Linked DNA regions of Macaca mulatta: region 1 is linked to region 2. Evidence: chromatin contacts called from public Hi-C data. All regions are on one chromosome and are shown on one strand. The core of a region is the stretch at or near the end of the contact, and the rest is flanking DNA. Distances in the headings are between cores, read along the strand shown. Region 1 holds the start of PSMD2 (proteasome 26S subunit ubiquitin receptor, non-ATPase 2). Region 2 holds the start of EIF2B5 (eukaryotic translation initiation factor 2B subunit epsilon).

The links. Hi-C and Micro-C count contacts between places; a contact is called where the count stands out from the background.
Region 1: a contact with region 2 is called in a Hi-C map of CD4 T cells, with 2.9 times the contacts expected there. The contact joins the promoter of PSMD2 here to the promoter of EIF2B5 in region 2. A contact is called at or near these places in 3 of 14 Hi-C or Micro-C datasets (CD4 T cells, fetal cortex germinal zone and liver).

The regions. Positions count from the first base shown.
Region 1 is chr2:96,436,272-96,443,346 of T2T-MMU8v2.0, reverse strand. PSMD2 (proteasome 26S subunit ubiquitin receptor, non-ATPase 2) reads right to left here and starts at 3,976. Exons shown (of 21, transcript XR_013413716.1): 1 at 3,810-3,976; 2 at 3,306-3,362; 3 at 2,765-2,929; 4 at 1,545-1,666; 5 at 1,131-1,355; 6 at 676-834; 7 at 381-525; 8 at 142-202.
Region 2 is chr2:96,267,570-96,274,705 of T2T-MMU8v2.0, reverse strand. EIF2B5 (eukaryotic translation initiation factor 2B subunit epsilon) reads right to left here and starts at 4,265. Exons shown (of 16, transcript NM_001266121.1): 1 at 4,066-4,265; 2 at 2,888-3,012; 3 at 1,493-1,678; 4 at 1,224-1,401; 5 at 1,053-1,133. The coding sequence starts at 4,260. It overlaps LOC144339076 (a long non-coding RNA gene), which reads left to right and starts at 4,388. Exons shown (of 4, transcript XR_013413733.1): 1 at 4,388-4,459; 2 at 4,925-4,950; 3 at 5,069-5,126; 4 at 5,384-6,671.

The DNA of each region.
Region 1 (7,075 bases), core at 2,727-5,226, 170 kb before region 2:
ATACCCCCAAGCAGTGACCTGAAAAAAAGTTCATGGGGATTCTGAGCTCAGTAGGATAAGCATGTTGGCCAAGCCATCACTCCCAATACAAGGGGCGTAACTACAATCCCCCAACTCCCATACACAGAGAGGGATACTCACTGTTGTTCTCTAGGTGGGTTTTGTAGATGTCATCAGGCACCTTGGGCTCCATGATGTCCAGCTGAAGAGAAGTCAGAGGGTCACAACTGCTCCCCTAGAACTCCCCCAGCTGTCCCTTCTGCTATCCCACTGAATGGCAATTCTAATCAAGGAGAGTCTAGTCAGAGGTATAGTCGGCGAGGTGAAATGGCAGGTAGAATTATGATAAAAAGGCCTTGATGAAAAAAGGGCAGTCTCACCTCCCGAGCTAAGGCCAAGAAGTTGCTGTTGAGCTGTACATTGGACATGATCTCTGTCAGGTCCTCATACTCCTCAACGTCTTCACTTAGCTCCAGGAACACCCCATGCCGGCCTAGCATGAATGCCATCTGTTTCTGTACTACCCTGTGGAGAGAGTCCGTACATCTGCTCACCACTGCCCACTAAGGGCACAGGAAAACCCCTCAAGCCCTAACCAGAAACTACAAGTCCCAGCTCTTTATGCAAATGTCCTATTCGTGAGCTTATCTCTTTGCCAACTTCTTCCCTACATACACATCCTTGCAGGAGGTGAAGATGTCTTCTACCAACTCCATGTCATTGAGCATCAATGCCAATCTCAGAGCTTCAGGGAACCGGCTAAACTTTCGGAACACACCCAGGGCACAACGCAGTAGGGCTGAGTTCTCAGGCTCAGGCACATAATTCACACAACTACAAAAGTAAAAGTAACAAAGAATTCAGAAAGTGCCAGGCACTCATTTTCCCCATTGAATTCACTTACCCAAAATAAATAATGAATACCTACTACACACCAGGCACTGTGCTAGATGTTAGTACTAAGAAGACACAAAGTCTCTGTCCTCAAGAAACTCAGACATCAACAGATTAACTACAGCGTGATGCTATGCTTGAGCAAATGCTCTGGGAAAATAGAGGAGGCACAATTGAGAGAGAGAGAGGTGCTGAGGAGGGCATGCCTGCCACCCATCCCTATCATGTTCACTCACCTGGTAAGATAAAGGCAGACCTTTGCGTATGCATTCTCATCAATGTCCTTCTCGAGCATGTCCACCTGCTCAATTTCCATAAGCAGGTCACAGGCCTCATGCTCTGCATTGTGGGCCATGTTGTAGGGGACAATTTCCTTCACCAGAGTGAGCAGTGGCTCCCGCTGGACCTTCTCCGCGTCATCCAGCTCCTGCCACTCCTTAGCCACTTCTCCTGCCAGATGCCTACAGATACGCCCAGACGATTAAGGGAGCACAGCTTCAGGGGAAGCACTTCTCTGTGGGTCAAGGAATCCAGTGTCTGGGAAATTCAATACACTGATACTCCAAGACAGATGGTTCTCCACAAGAGAATTCTGAATTATCTCAGAGCCTCAGAGGCCCCCTTCAGATTCCCAAGAAGAAAGATCTTACCTGACATACTCATGACCCCATGATGCCAATTCCTCCTGGGAGCCCACTAGCCGATACTTGAGGCACTCGCGCTCCCCACTCATGGTCATGGCCAAAACAGAGATGATGTCAGCAGCAAAACGCTATAAAGAAAACAGTCCTTTGAAGTCAAACCCAACAGTCCAGCATAAAGGGAACATGCCTTGTGGAATCAAGATCGTTATCTCCAAAATTTAACTATTAACTATATACCAATCTCTGTACTAGAAATTTAACACGTTATCTAAGCTAAACCTCACAAAAACCAAGGTTGGTGTTGCTATCTCCATTTTTTTTTTTTTTTTTTTTTTGAGATGCAGTTTCGCTCTCAGGATGGAGTAATGGAGTGCAATGGTGCGCTCGGCTCACTGCAACCTCTGCCTCCAGGGTTCAAGCAATTCTCCTGCCTCAGTCTCCTGAGTAGCTGGGATTACAGGTGCCCACCACCACACGCAGTTAATTTTTTTTTTTTTTTGTATTTTTAGTAGAGACAGGGTTTCACCATGTTGGCCAGGCTGGTCTCAAACTCCTGACCTCAGGTGATCCACCCCTCGGCCTCCCAAAGTGCTAGGGTTACAGGTGTGAGCCACCACACCCAGCCACTATCTTCCTTTTAAACTAACACAGCTGAAGGGTGATAAACAAGGGATAATGTGGAGAAAAATGGAGGCTCTCAATTTTACTTTAATGGCAATTATAAACGATTAAAAGGTTTTAAGCAGAAAAGACCCATAACTGAGAAAGATCACAATAGCTGCTACATAAGAGACAGACTGTGTAGGAACAAAGGACAAAAGCAACATCAGTTAAGCGGTGCTGCAATAGCCCATGCGAAAACTGAACATTTCCAGGATGAGGGTTGTACCAGCAAGCACAGAAGTGACTGAATGTGGAACATATTTTAGAGATAAATGAATGTGCATGGGATAGAAGGAAAGAGAAAAACCAAGATTAAACATAAGTTAAAAATAAACCATTATAATGAAACCCCAAAGTCCAACACAAATAACAGAAACGGTGTCTTCTGAGAAGTTGATTTTCCTTTCAGCTCTTTTATGGATATTTTGACTGTGATGAACTCTGCTCAAATAGATCAGGGCTTAGGTCTATCAGGCTGCCTGTGACTCACAATGAGCCCCCCCATGGTCTGGGTAAAAAGGAATTCCTAAACTAGGCCTCCACCAGGTTTGAAACTGTTTTACCTTATTCTCCCCAGGGGCCATGTTCTCATAGATTTCCTTCAGTTTGCCATAGTGTGGACGCAGAAATTTGAGAGGCTTGGGCACTGAAGTCATGGAAGTTGTAGAAGAACGAATTTGCCTTCGCAATTCCTCCAGCGCTGGTCGATACAGGGATGTGTCCTTCTCCTGATCAAGAGAAGACAGGGCTCAGACAAAAAGGAGTCACACCCCTTCAAGTCATAATACAGAGATATTTAACTTAACAACTCCTCCAAGGAAATAGCCGTGTCTTATTCATTCATCTGTGATTCCTCAACTCCCTGCACCCTGCCTGGCACAAAAACAAATGACCCAAGTTAAGAGTTAAGAACTCTGCTTCTCCCACAAGAGAAAGCTGCAAAACTGCACGAATACCCTTTGTAACTCTCCTGCCTCCCAACATCATCATAACACTGACTCTAAAATACAGTCCACCGCACACAGCAGTTGCCTCAAAACAGAATAAAACAAACAAGTGGGAAAGATCCAAACATGTCCGAATCGTGTTAACATCGTGACTCACCCCCAGTCGTTCCACGAGCATCTCCAGTTCATCTTGAAGCTGTTTGTCCTCCTCAGACTGGAGGGTTGGGAGAAGCAGCTCATTAAGAGAAGGAATCCCAAAGACGTCCTCCTCCCACTTACCCGGGGCAGGTGGAGAATAAGCCTGCCTTCTTAGGAGGGGCCAGGTGGGCAAGGAAACAGTGGGAATAGGAAGCTCTGGTGGGAAATCAGCCTGGGTTCTGAACGAGGCTCTACTTGAAAGCCACTCTAGGAAACGGAGGTGACAATGACCCGCCCGAGTCCACCTCACGCGGCGGTGGTGAGGGTTGGTGGAGACGGCGGAGGTGACAGCGCGGAACGGAGAATGAGGAGCAGAGAGGCAGGGTGCCGGGAGTCCCGAGGGTCGCCCCAACCGCCCTCTCCCTGGTGCGGTGGGGTCGTTGGGTGTCGGGCCTGAGGCCTGTGGAGCCGCCGTGACTCAGCCCCGCGGCCTCCTCCGCCGGCTCTTGGGGTCGCGCCTCACCAGCTCCTGTTCTTTGTCCTTGTCCCCAGCATCCCGCCGCTCCTTGCCGCTTGGCTTCTCGTCCGTGCCGCCGGGGGCCGCCGCTGGGGGCTGCTGGGGCTGCACCGGCGCCTTGTCCCGGCCTCCCTCCTCCATCTCCGCCGCCACTGCCGGCCCGCTGCGCGCGCACCCGCTCGCACCGCCCTTTTTCCCAGACCGCCTCGCGCGCGTCGGCCGCGGCGCCCCTCCTCCTCCAGAGGCCACCCGCGACCGGAAACGCCGGGGCGAGCCGGGGGCGCTCGGCGACCCATCCACCCACATGGCCTGAGAGCCCCGCCCCCTGACCCCGCCCTCGGAGGCAGGCGGAGACTACAATTCCCAGCCTCCCTCGCGCCATAGGCACTCCTGGTCCCCGACCTCTTCGGAGTTTCCTGCATCCAGCGGGACTTCGCCGTGTGGCGTTTGGGTACGCTCGCTGCCGTAGATGGGCGGTTTGCGACCCGAGATACCGAGTTTTCCTTGGCCATAGGTTTTTCTCATAACGGTGTAAATAGAACCCACAGTGACACTCCAGTTGGCTGCGTGGCGCGACAGACAAAGTAGATTTCTTGAAGTCCAGGACGCTTGATTGCCGCCTGTATAAAGTCTGTGTAACTGTGTCTAGCCCACTGTGAAATATTAACTTCATTTGTCTTTGTTATTGTTGTTGTTGCTTTTGAGGAGACTCGCTGTCTCGCCCAGGCTGGAGTGCAGTGGCGCCATCTCAGCTCACTGCAACCTCCCCATACCGAGTTCAGGCGATTCTCGTGCCTCAGCCCAATAGCTGGGATTACAGGCGCCCGCCACCAAGCCCAGCTAATTTTTGTATTTTTTAGTAGAGATGGGGGTTTCACTATGTTGGCCAGGCTGGTCTCGAACTCCTGACCTCAAGTTATCTGCCTGCCTCGGCCTCCCAAAGTGCTGGAATTACAGACATAAGCCACTGTGCCCGGCCTGGAACTGTGTCTTATTCATCTTTATGCTCCTAGCCTCCAGCCTAGTGCCTGGCTTGTGGTAGGCCTTGATAAATGTTTGCAGAATACAGGCATGCGTGAATGAATGAATGAATGAATGAATGAATGAATGAATGGCTTTGTATTCATCTTCAGGCCATCTTTGTGTATAATAATGACCCACTGGGGGCTGTCTTTGGAGGCTAGAACTAGGCATTGGAAAATCATCAGGTTTCTACATTTGCGAATCATGACAGACCCACTAAAACTTTTTTTTTTTTGAGATGGAGTCTCCCTCTGTCGCCCAGGCTGGAGTGCAGTGGCGCGATCTCGGCTTACTGCAACCTCCGCCTCCCAGGTTCAAGCGATTCTTCTGCCTCAGCCTCTCAAGTAGCTGGGGATTACAGTCACGTACCACCACGCCTGGCTAATTTTTGTATTTTTAGTGGAGACAGGGTTTCACCGTGTTTGTCAGGCTGGTCTCGAACTCCTGACGTGGTGATCCGCCTGCCTTGGCCTCCCAAAGTGTTGGGATTACAGGTGTGAGTCACTGCGCCCGGCTTATTAACCTCATTTGATATTCTTACTCAGTTGAAAGAGAGTACTCTGCTATTCCCGTGGCTACCATTTTAAATACTTTGGGGAGCCAGGTGGAGTCGAAATCGATCAATAAAGCCCTGTGCTCCCCGCCAAGTTCTGGAGTTAAAAGCAGAACAAGACAAGGTCTTCCTCCGCTATCTTCTCGTCTTTCCCTGTGCAGTCTTAGAGGAGCGTGACTGACCCGCTTATGTCAGGACTGCTTTTGAGTGAGTCCATGCACTTCTTACAACCTTTTGAGATTGGTAGGGTTAGGTCCATTTGACAGAGGAGATCATATCAAGTAGTAGAATGAGGATTTATTTTTTATTTTATTTATTTATTTATTTTGAGAAAGTGTTTCTCTTCTGTTGCCCAGGCTGGAGTGCAATGGCGCAATCTCGGCTCACCACAACCTCCGCCTCCCGGGTCCAAGCGATTCTCCTGCCTCAGCCTCTCAAGTAGCTGGGATTACACATGTGCCACCACGTCCAGCTAATTTTTGTATTTTTAGTAGAGACAGGGTTTCTCCCTGTTGGTCAGGCTGGTCTCCAACTCCCGAACACAGATGATCCGCCCACCTCAGCCTCCCAAAGTGCTGGGATTACAAGCGTGAGCCACCGCGCCTGGCCGAATCAGGATTTAAAGCTCAGTCTTCCAGTCTTCAAAGCCCTCGACTGTTTTAGGCAAACCCCAAAGTTTCTTCTTTTTTCTCTTTTTGAGACGGAGTCTCGCTTTGTTGCCCAGGCTGGAGTGCAGTGGAGGGATCTCGGCTCACTGCAAGCTCCGCCTCCCGGGTTCACGCCATTCTCCTGCCTCAGCCTTTGGAGTAGCTGGGATTACAGGCACCCGCCACCACGCCCGACTAATTTTTTGTATTTTTAGTAGAGACGGGTTTTCACCATGTTAGCCAGGATGGTCTGGATCTCGTGACCTCGTGATCCGCCCGTCTTGGCCTCCCAAAGTGTGCTGGGATTACAGGTCTGAGCCACTGCGCCCGGCTCAGAGTTTCTTCTTCGGCTGTGTGTGTGTGTGTGTGTGTGTGTGTGTGTGTGTGTGTAAGGTGAGGAAAAAAAGGAAGTAACTCTTCTCCCCTTCACCTAGTGGGAACACTCAGGAGTCTTCTAGGAATCTTATTTTATGGGTTCTGACACATTGAAGAGTGAAAGACACCTAGTACAACATAGCACTGAATGAATGTTGGCTAAATGTTCGTGTAGATACAGAAGTAAAGGTCTGAATCCATTTTAAATACCTGTTGCTCTTTTCCACTCAGTGTTTGGATTCTAGGCATGACCTTCCATTGCCATTGCCGATGACTCCCCCATCGCTGGTCTTTAGACAAAAATTCAACAGTCCATAACTGTTCTGCCTATTCTATCTCTGGCTTCACGGTGTCCATACATTTTCACTTTCTTCAGTCATCTGTAGAGGGATTTTTTTCTAAATCTCCTCTTTATCCATGACTTCTTTTTTTTCTTTTCTTTCTTTTTTTCTTTCTTTCTTTTTTTTTTCTGAGACGGAGTCTTGCTCTGTTGCCCAAGCTGGAGTGCAATGACGCGATCTTGGCTCACTGCAACCTCCGCCTCCTGGGTTCAAGTGATTCTCCTGCCTCGGCCTCCCGAGTAGCTGGGATTATAGGCACACGCCAACTTGCCCAGCTAATATTTGTATTTTTGGTGGAGACGGGGTTTCACCATGTTGGCCAGGCTGGTCTTG
Region 2 (7,136 bases), core at 3,016-5,515:
GGCGGATCACGAGGTCAGGAGATCGAGACCATCCTGGCTAACACGGTGAAACCCCGTCTCTACTAAAAAAAATACAAAAAACTAGCTGGGCGAGGTGGCGGGCGCCTGTAGTCCCAGCTACTCGGGAGGCTGAGGCAGGAGAATGGCGTGAACCCGGGAGGCGGAGCTTGCAGTGAGCTGAGATCCGGCCACTGCACTCCAGCCTGGGTGACAGAGCGAGACTCCGTCTCAAAAAAAAAAAAAACAAAAAAACGAAAGGGTGAGGCAGGAGAATCACTAGAACCCGGGAGGCAGAGGCTGCAGTGAGCTGAGATTTTGCCAGTGCACTCCAGCCTAGGCGACAGAGTGAGACTCCGTCTCAAAACAACAACAACAAAAACCATAGTGGCTCATGCCTGTAATTCCAGCATTTTGGAAGGTCGAGGTGGTCAGATTGCTTGAGCTCAGGAGTTCATGACCAGGCTGGACAGGGCAAAACCCAGTCTCTACAAAAAAATACAAAAATCAGTGGTAGTTCATGCCTGTGGTTCCAGCTACTCAGGAGGCTGAGGCAGGAGGTTCACCCGAACCCAGCAGGTTGAGGCTGCAGTGAGCCATCACAGTGCCACTATGCTCCAGCCTGGGCCACAGAGCGAGACCCTGTCTCAAAACATATATAAATAAAAATGAAAATAAGGCCAGGTGTGGTGGCTCATGCCTGTGATCCCAGCACTTTGGGAGGCCAAGACCAGCCTGGACAAAATGGTGAAACCCCATCTCTATTAAAAATATAAAATTAGCCAGGCATGGTAGTGTGTGCCTGTAATCCCAGCTACTCAAGAGGCTGAGGCAGGAGAATCACTTCAACCTAGGAGGCAGAGTTTGCAGTGAGCTGGGATCACACCACTGCACTCCAGCCTGGGCAACAGAATGAGACTCTGTCTCAAAAAATAAAAATAAAAATAATGAAAATAAAGAGGGAGAAGAAATATACCCTGGCCTTCTAAGGGTGCAATAACAGACATACAGAGTTCTACTCTTTGGGTGTGTAGCCCCAGCCCTAAAGAGCTCACCTGAGGAGAACAGATGCTGATATGACAATCCAGTAAATCATATCGAACCTCCACTCCATCACTACTGCCCTGAAACAGGCTCTGTGGGGAGAAGTTACAAGGACTTTAATTCGTTTCTCCCACTGAAGCCTGTCACTTCCCCACCTCTAAGGATCCCAGATATCCACACACCAGAGGAAACGAAAAACGCCGGAGACCCTGGGTCTTCTGAAAATGGAGAACCCTGTTTGTGGCATTATCCACAGCCACTACCACATTTTCTTCGTGGCAACGAGTTGGGTGGCTGGGGGATGACTCCTTGAAGATCATCGTCATCACAGAAACATTTTTTTCTAGCTTCCGTCTCAACCTATAAAGGACAGGAGGGAGAGAACTGCAAAAAGCAGTCTCAGGGCTCTGCTGGTCTTTAACCCTTGTTCCTGTCATTTTCCCATCCTGACCTGTGTTCCTCAAGGGCTCTGGTGATATTGATGTTTGAGATGACATCCCCATACACCAGAAGGAAGTCAGAGCGCACCAAGGCCTTGGCATCAACATCACGGAGGACATCTCCCAGTGATCGATAGAGCTCTGATGTAATTATTCGAACCACATTGAGAGATGTAGGGCGGCACCACTTGGACTTCCTAAAGGAAGGGAGGGTGAGGGGAATGAATATATCAAGCATAAATATCATTTGAGCCTTCCCCATTTTTCACCCCCATTCAGCATTCACAGTCCTCAATGGCTTTTTTGGGTTCTTGCCAGCGTCTTCAACTTCAAAGAGAATCATGAACTACAATGAATGCTTTCAGCATCCTGTGTCACCAGTCTTGTTTTATGGGTTAGGAAACATGGTTATTTCCCCTCCATACCTTGACCCCTTGTCCCTAAACATCAATTTGAACTCAAAATCCTGCTGAAGCCTAGGGTACACAAAGTACCCTGGGAACACACTTCATGTCAGCTTTCCCCTTCTGCAATCTATATAACATTTAGCAACTGTCTGATGGAGACCATGCTAATGTCCTAGTCTTTATTTCCTGGACTTCCATAAGTGATGCGATTCCCTAGTTTTCTTTTTTTTTTTTTTTTTTTTTTTTGAGACAGAGTCTCGCTGTGTCTCCCAGGCTGGAGTGCAGTGGCGTGATCTCGGCTCACTGCAAGCTCCGCCTCCCGGGTTCACGCCATTCTCCCGCCTCAGCCTCCCAAGTAGCTGAGACTACAGGCGCCCGCCACCACGCCCGGCTAGTTTTTTGTATTTTTAGTAGAGACGGGGTTTCACCATGTTAGCCAGGATAGTCTCGATCTCCTGACCTCGTGATCCACCCGCCTCGGCCTCCCAAAGTGCTGGGATTACAGGCTTGAGCCACCGCGCCCGGCCAGATTCCCTAGTTTTCAAGATTTCAAAAAACATGTAAGTGCTCACTACATGCTTGGGACTGAGTTAGGCAGTGGGAATACAAAAATGACAAGGAACTCATTTATATCCTCGAAGGTGAGAACAAACAAGATTTAGAAACTCAGTGGGAAAACAAAGATGTTATCGTTGTAACTTCCATACTGAAGCCATTACATAAAAGCAAAGTCCACTGGGACCAAACTTTATAATGAGATTCAGAAAAAACCCAAGTTTATTCTTTAATCTTTGTCATAGAAAACCCAAGACAGACAGATACAAAGTTTCAGCTGCTCACCTCCTGATAAGTGTAAAAAATACCCTTAGAACTTACAATGACGTCTAAGTAGACACATTTTTCCCTTCTCACATTTCCCCTTAGTTATATTCATCCTGAAGAAACTGGAAAAAGATGGCGAAACATGGAAAGAAAAGAAGAAAAGTTGCAGGGCCTTACAGTAAATGTTCTTTGATTTGAGCAGCTTTCCAGCAACAAAAGACAAATGTTTCCTGTACACCTGTGGCAGTCAGGAATTCCAGAGTATAGTCAATTAATGCCACATTGGCCAGGGGCAAGAGGACCTGAAGGATAGAAGATGAAAAAAAATTGAGGTCTCGAATCCCTTTGGATACCCCACTGCAACAATTTTCACTCCTCTATTAATATTTCCAAATGGTGTAATTTTGCTGTATCTTTCCAATTCAAAGGTACACAGGTTCCTGCCTTTGATGTTCACGTCATGCTCTAAGCCTGAGTCTGAAACGTTGCAATTTGGGGATGGTAAGTACAGAATCTGTGTGCCTTGTATCAGACACAGAGCTGTGACAGAATGGCAGTTCACCGCTGGCAAAGGATAATACTGGAAATCAATCATATTTCCATAAATTTAAGCATTGCTAAGGCCTTCTTCCCCATAAGATTTCCTTCCTTGATCCCTTTCTAAGTGTCAGAGGTTAGCCATCTCCCGTCACTTTTCAAAAATGAACAGCCATTAGGCTTTTTCGAAAGAATTAGAGAGGATTTTCTTAAATCCCATGCAGTTCCCTCTCTCTGAACTGAGGGCTGCTGAACGACCCAGCTGAGTTCAATACTCCATTGTCTAGACAACTCGGGGGCTGATGGCAATCAACCACTAAACCCATTTTGTCCTTTCGACAGATAGCACCGGGTATCATTAGAACCTGGAGGGGGAAAAAAAAAGTACACTGACCGAGATCTAGCCTGTTCTTTTTAAGGCATATTACCGCCCTTTCAGAGGCAAAAGGTCGTTTCTTTTCACCTAAGCATCCGTCATCTGCAAGGTTAAAAGCGGCGCAGCCTCTTCCAGGGGCACTGAATCCCCGCGTGAAGACTTTCTCAAGCGCTGTTTCTACATTTAGCTCTCTTCATTCCTTTCAAACCCGAGGTGTACAGCATTACCAATGCCCAAATCTGCCGGCCACTAACTTGGTCAGCAGTCATCAGGGTTTAAGACAGTACCTCTGCCTCCTTCCTAACCACGTAAACTCGGTTTTAGGATAACAGTATGGACACAAGTCCTTCAAAGGCTTGCCGTAGTAGTTAGCCGAAAGGAGAACTTGCTCCAGCCCTGCCACACTTCCTGCCCTCTGGCTGCTCGCGTGCGCTGCGCTCACCCGAGGCTGGTCCTTGGAGATGGGGAAGAAGCGGCGATCGAAGCTATCGGCCACCAGAACTGCTTGTAGGGGCGGCGGCGGTTCCTCCTCCGCCCCTCTGGCTCCCCCGCCACCGCTGCCTCCCGGCCCCGCGCCGCTGCGCTTGTTGGCCCGACTAACCACCACACCAGGCGGCGCCACTACAGGGGCCGCCATCTTCTTCTCTCACGGCCACCACTTCCGCAAGGAAGCTGACACCGCACGCAATAAGGGACAAAAAGGATCCAGCACTTGAAATGCGATGAACTAATTAACGAAGGGAAGGAGGAGACGAGGAGGGAGCAGTGCGCATGCGTCTTCTGCGGGCGCCCACAGAGTTCTAGGTTGATCCCGGAGGCGCGAGGAGTGGGGACCGGTCGCGGTTGTCCCGGCCCCTGGAGGCGCAGGGTAGGGGTGGGGTCCCATAGACGTCAGACTCGGTCTGCAAGTATCGTCGGCCTTCATTTGTCTGTGAACAAGTCGAGATTCTTGCAGCGTGATAGGATTTGTGGTCGCCACGAAGGGGCCAGCTCCATCCGGAACCTGTAATCGTCCAGCAGTTTCCCCGCCCCGCGCATGTGAAATATGTAGCCCTCCGTATTCATTCTAGAAACTTCTGGGAACCCAGCGCCTTGGGGAGATGGAACCGAGCCAGATGTCCCCCCGCTGCGAGGAACTCAGAACCTGCATAGAGAAGGTGGCATATAGTAGGGAGACTAGTAATTCCATTGAGCGCTGATTTTGGGCTAGGCACGATACAAGCATTATCTCATTTAATTCGTCACATATCTCTGCAAAACATCTTATTCATTCGTTCAGCAAACATTTCTTGAACTCTCAGAAGGATGAAGGAAGTTTACCCATCTAGTAAGTGGAAGAACTGGTATTGGAACCCGATCTGTCAGACTGCAGAGTTCCACAATCTTGCTGCCAAGTTATGTGGGGATAACAATGACGATTTAATGTCATCTATTCATTCTTCCAGCCTATCATCCTCCTCTGTCTTAAGCAGAGTGGAGACAGGGGTGGATCCAGGCACACCAGTAAGTTGTACTGGCATTAAGCAGTAAGCTTTCTGGGCAGAGGAAAGTGCGGGCGTAAAGGTCCAAGGCTTGAAAAGGCGCAGCAGCACCTTTCTCTCTTTGGGGAAAGATGCGGGGGCTGCGGGGAATAAACCAACCCTGCAGAGGGGCGGGGCCGTGGGAAAGAGGTGGAACAAGGCAGGAAGCCTGGGCGTCATTTGGGAGGCAAGAAGCTTTTCTGTAAAGCATCGCGCCCTTTTTGCACGGGACCTGTCCAGGTTCCACGCCACAGGCTTCTGCAGTTCCTGCAAACTTCCCATCCCGCCCCGCGTTGCACGTCGGGATTTGAAGTTTGCGATGCTGAGCGTTGTTTCCACGTGGCGATTCCGACTTGACCCGTCGTGTCCCGGCGCTCGCCTCGTGGAACCGAGGAGTCTGTCATTTCTTCCCTGGTTAGGGTGCTGAACGAAAACCGTTTGATTTATCCTGGAAAAGGAAAGGCTGAAGGCAATTAAGTAAAAGTTTTCAATTAAATGAATGCACGTTGTAGAAAAGGAATGTTCAACTGCCTTACAAATCCAGAGGTAGAAATGGGGGGCGGGGGGAGGAATTAAATAGGACACACACACACACTCTTGGGGGGCAGGGTATGGAAAGTAGGTCCGATTGCAGCATTTATTTTAAATGATTCCCGCAACCTTGGGAAGTTGGGAAGTGGTGAATCCGCTGCCGAAAAGCATTTGTGCTTATGGTAAATCCAGGTCTTAAAATTCTGTAGACTGGTAGCTATATGGATATGATTTTAATAGATGAGTTTCAGGAAGACTCTCTCAAACTTTTTTTTTTTTTAAACTTACTTGAAATATATTGGAAACCACATATACATAATCTGTCTCACACACACTACGTAAAGAAGTAAAATTTCCTTTCCCCACTTCTTTCATCCTATCCAATCTGTAGAGTCATAACCATTCTTAATAATTTGATGGGTATTCGTTTCATTTCCTCCCTAAATTTGTATATCTCGAACTAGAGCTAGAGTGTATGCCTACACACACACACCCATACATATGTATTCAAATATAATATATGTATATCCACATGTATTCAAACACAGAATTATGTTTAGATAATTATGGTTATATGCTGGTATGTTAGAGCCAGACTGCCTGGCTTCCTTTCCAGACCCTAGATGGGTAACTTTGGGCAACTCAGCCTCTCTATGCCTGGACTTCATCTTTGAAACGGGATAATAATAATACTTATCCCATATGGTTCTTGTGAGAATTAAATGAAATAATATATGAAAAGCCCTTAGAACAGGCATTGACACATTGTGAAGGTAACGTAGCTATTTTGATAGTTATGCATTTTGTCTGCAACTTGATTTTTATTTAACATATGAGGGAATGTAGACAAACGTAGCAATTTTCAATGATTCCATTAAATTCCATAGCATGAATATACCATTGTTTATCCAACCATTTCTCTCTTGAGAAATATTGCAGATTTTTTTTGCAGTTTCTACGATTACACATAATGCCACAATAAACGTATTTCTACATATAGTCTTTATAAATTTGCATTTATTTCTTAGACTTTATTATTAGAGTAACTGGTTCAAATTGGATGTAATTCCCATGGCAGAGGGTACATTGTTGAACTCACTGGCAAGTCTGATGAGGCACTGGTGGAACTCATAGAGATATTGCTTAATTGCTCTCCCTGGACAATGTGTCATTTTGCACTTAAACCAGCAATGTATGAGAGTGCCTGTTTCCCCATAGCCTCACCAACAAAGTATTTTGTCAATAGTTTGGATTTTCTACCAATCTATAAAGGAAAATAAGTGTATTTTTAATTTGCATTTATCTATTTCAGTGAGGTTGAACATTTTTTTTCATATATTTGGTCAACTGCCAGTTCTGGTTCTTTTTCTTTTCTTTTCTTTTCTTTTTTTTTTTGAGACAGAGTCTCACTCTGTCACCCAGGCTGGAGTGCAGTGGCGCGATCTTGGCTCACTGCAACCTC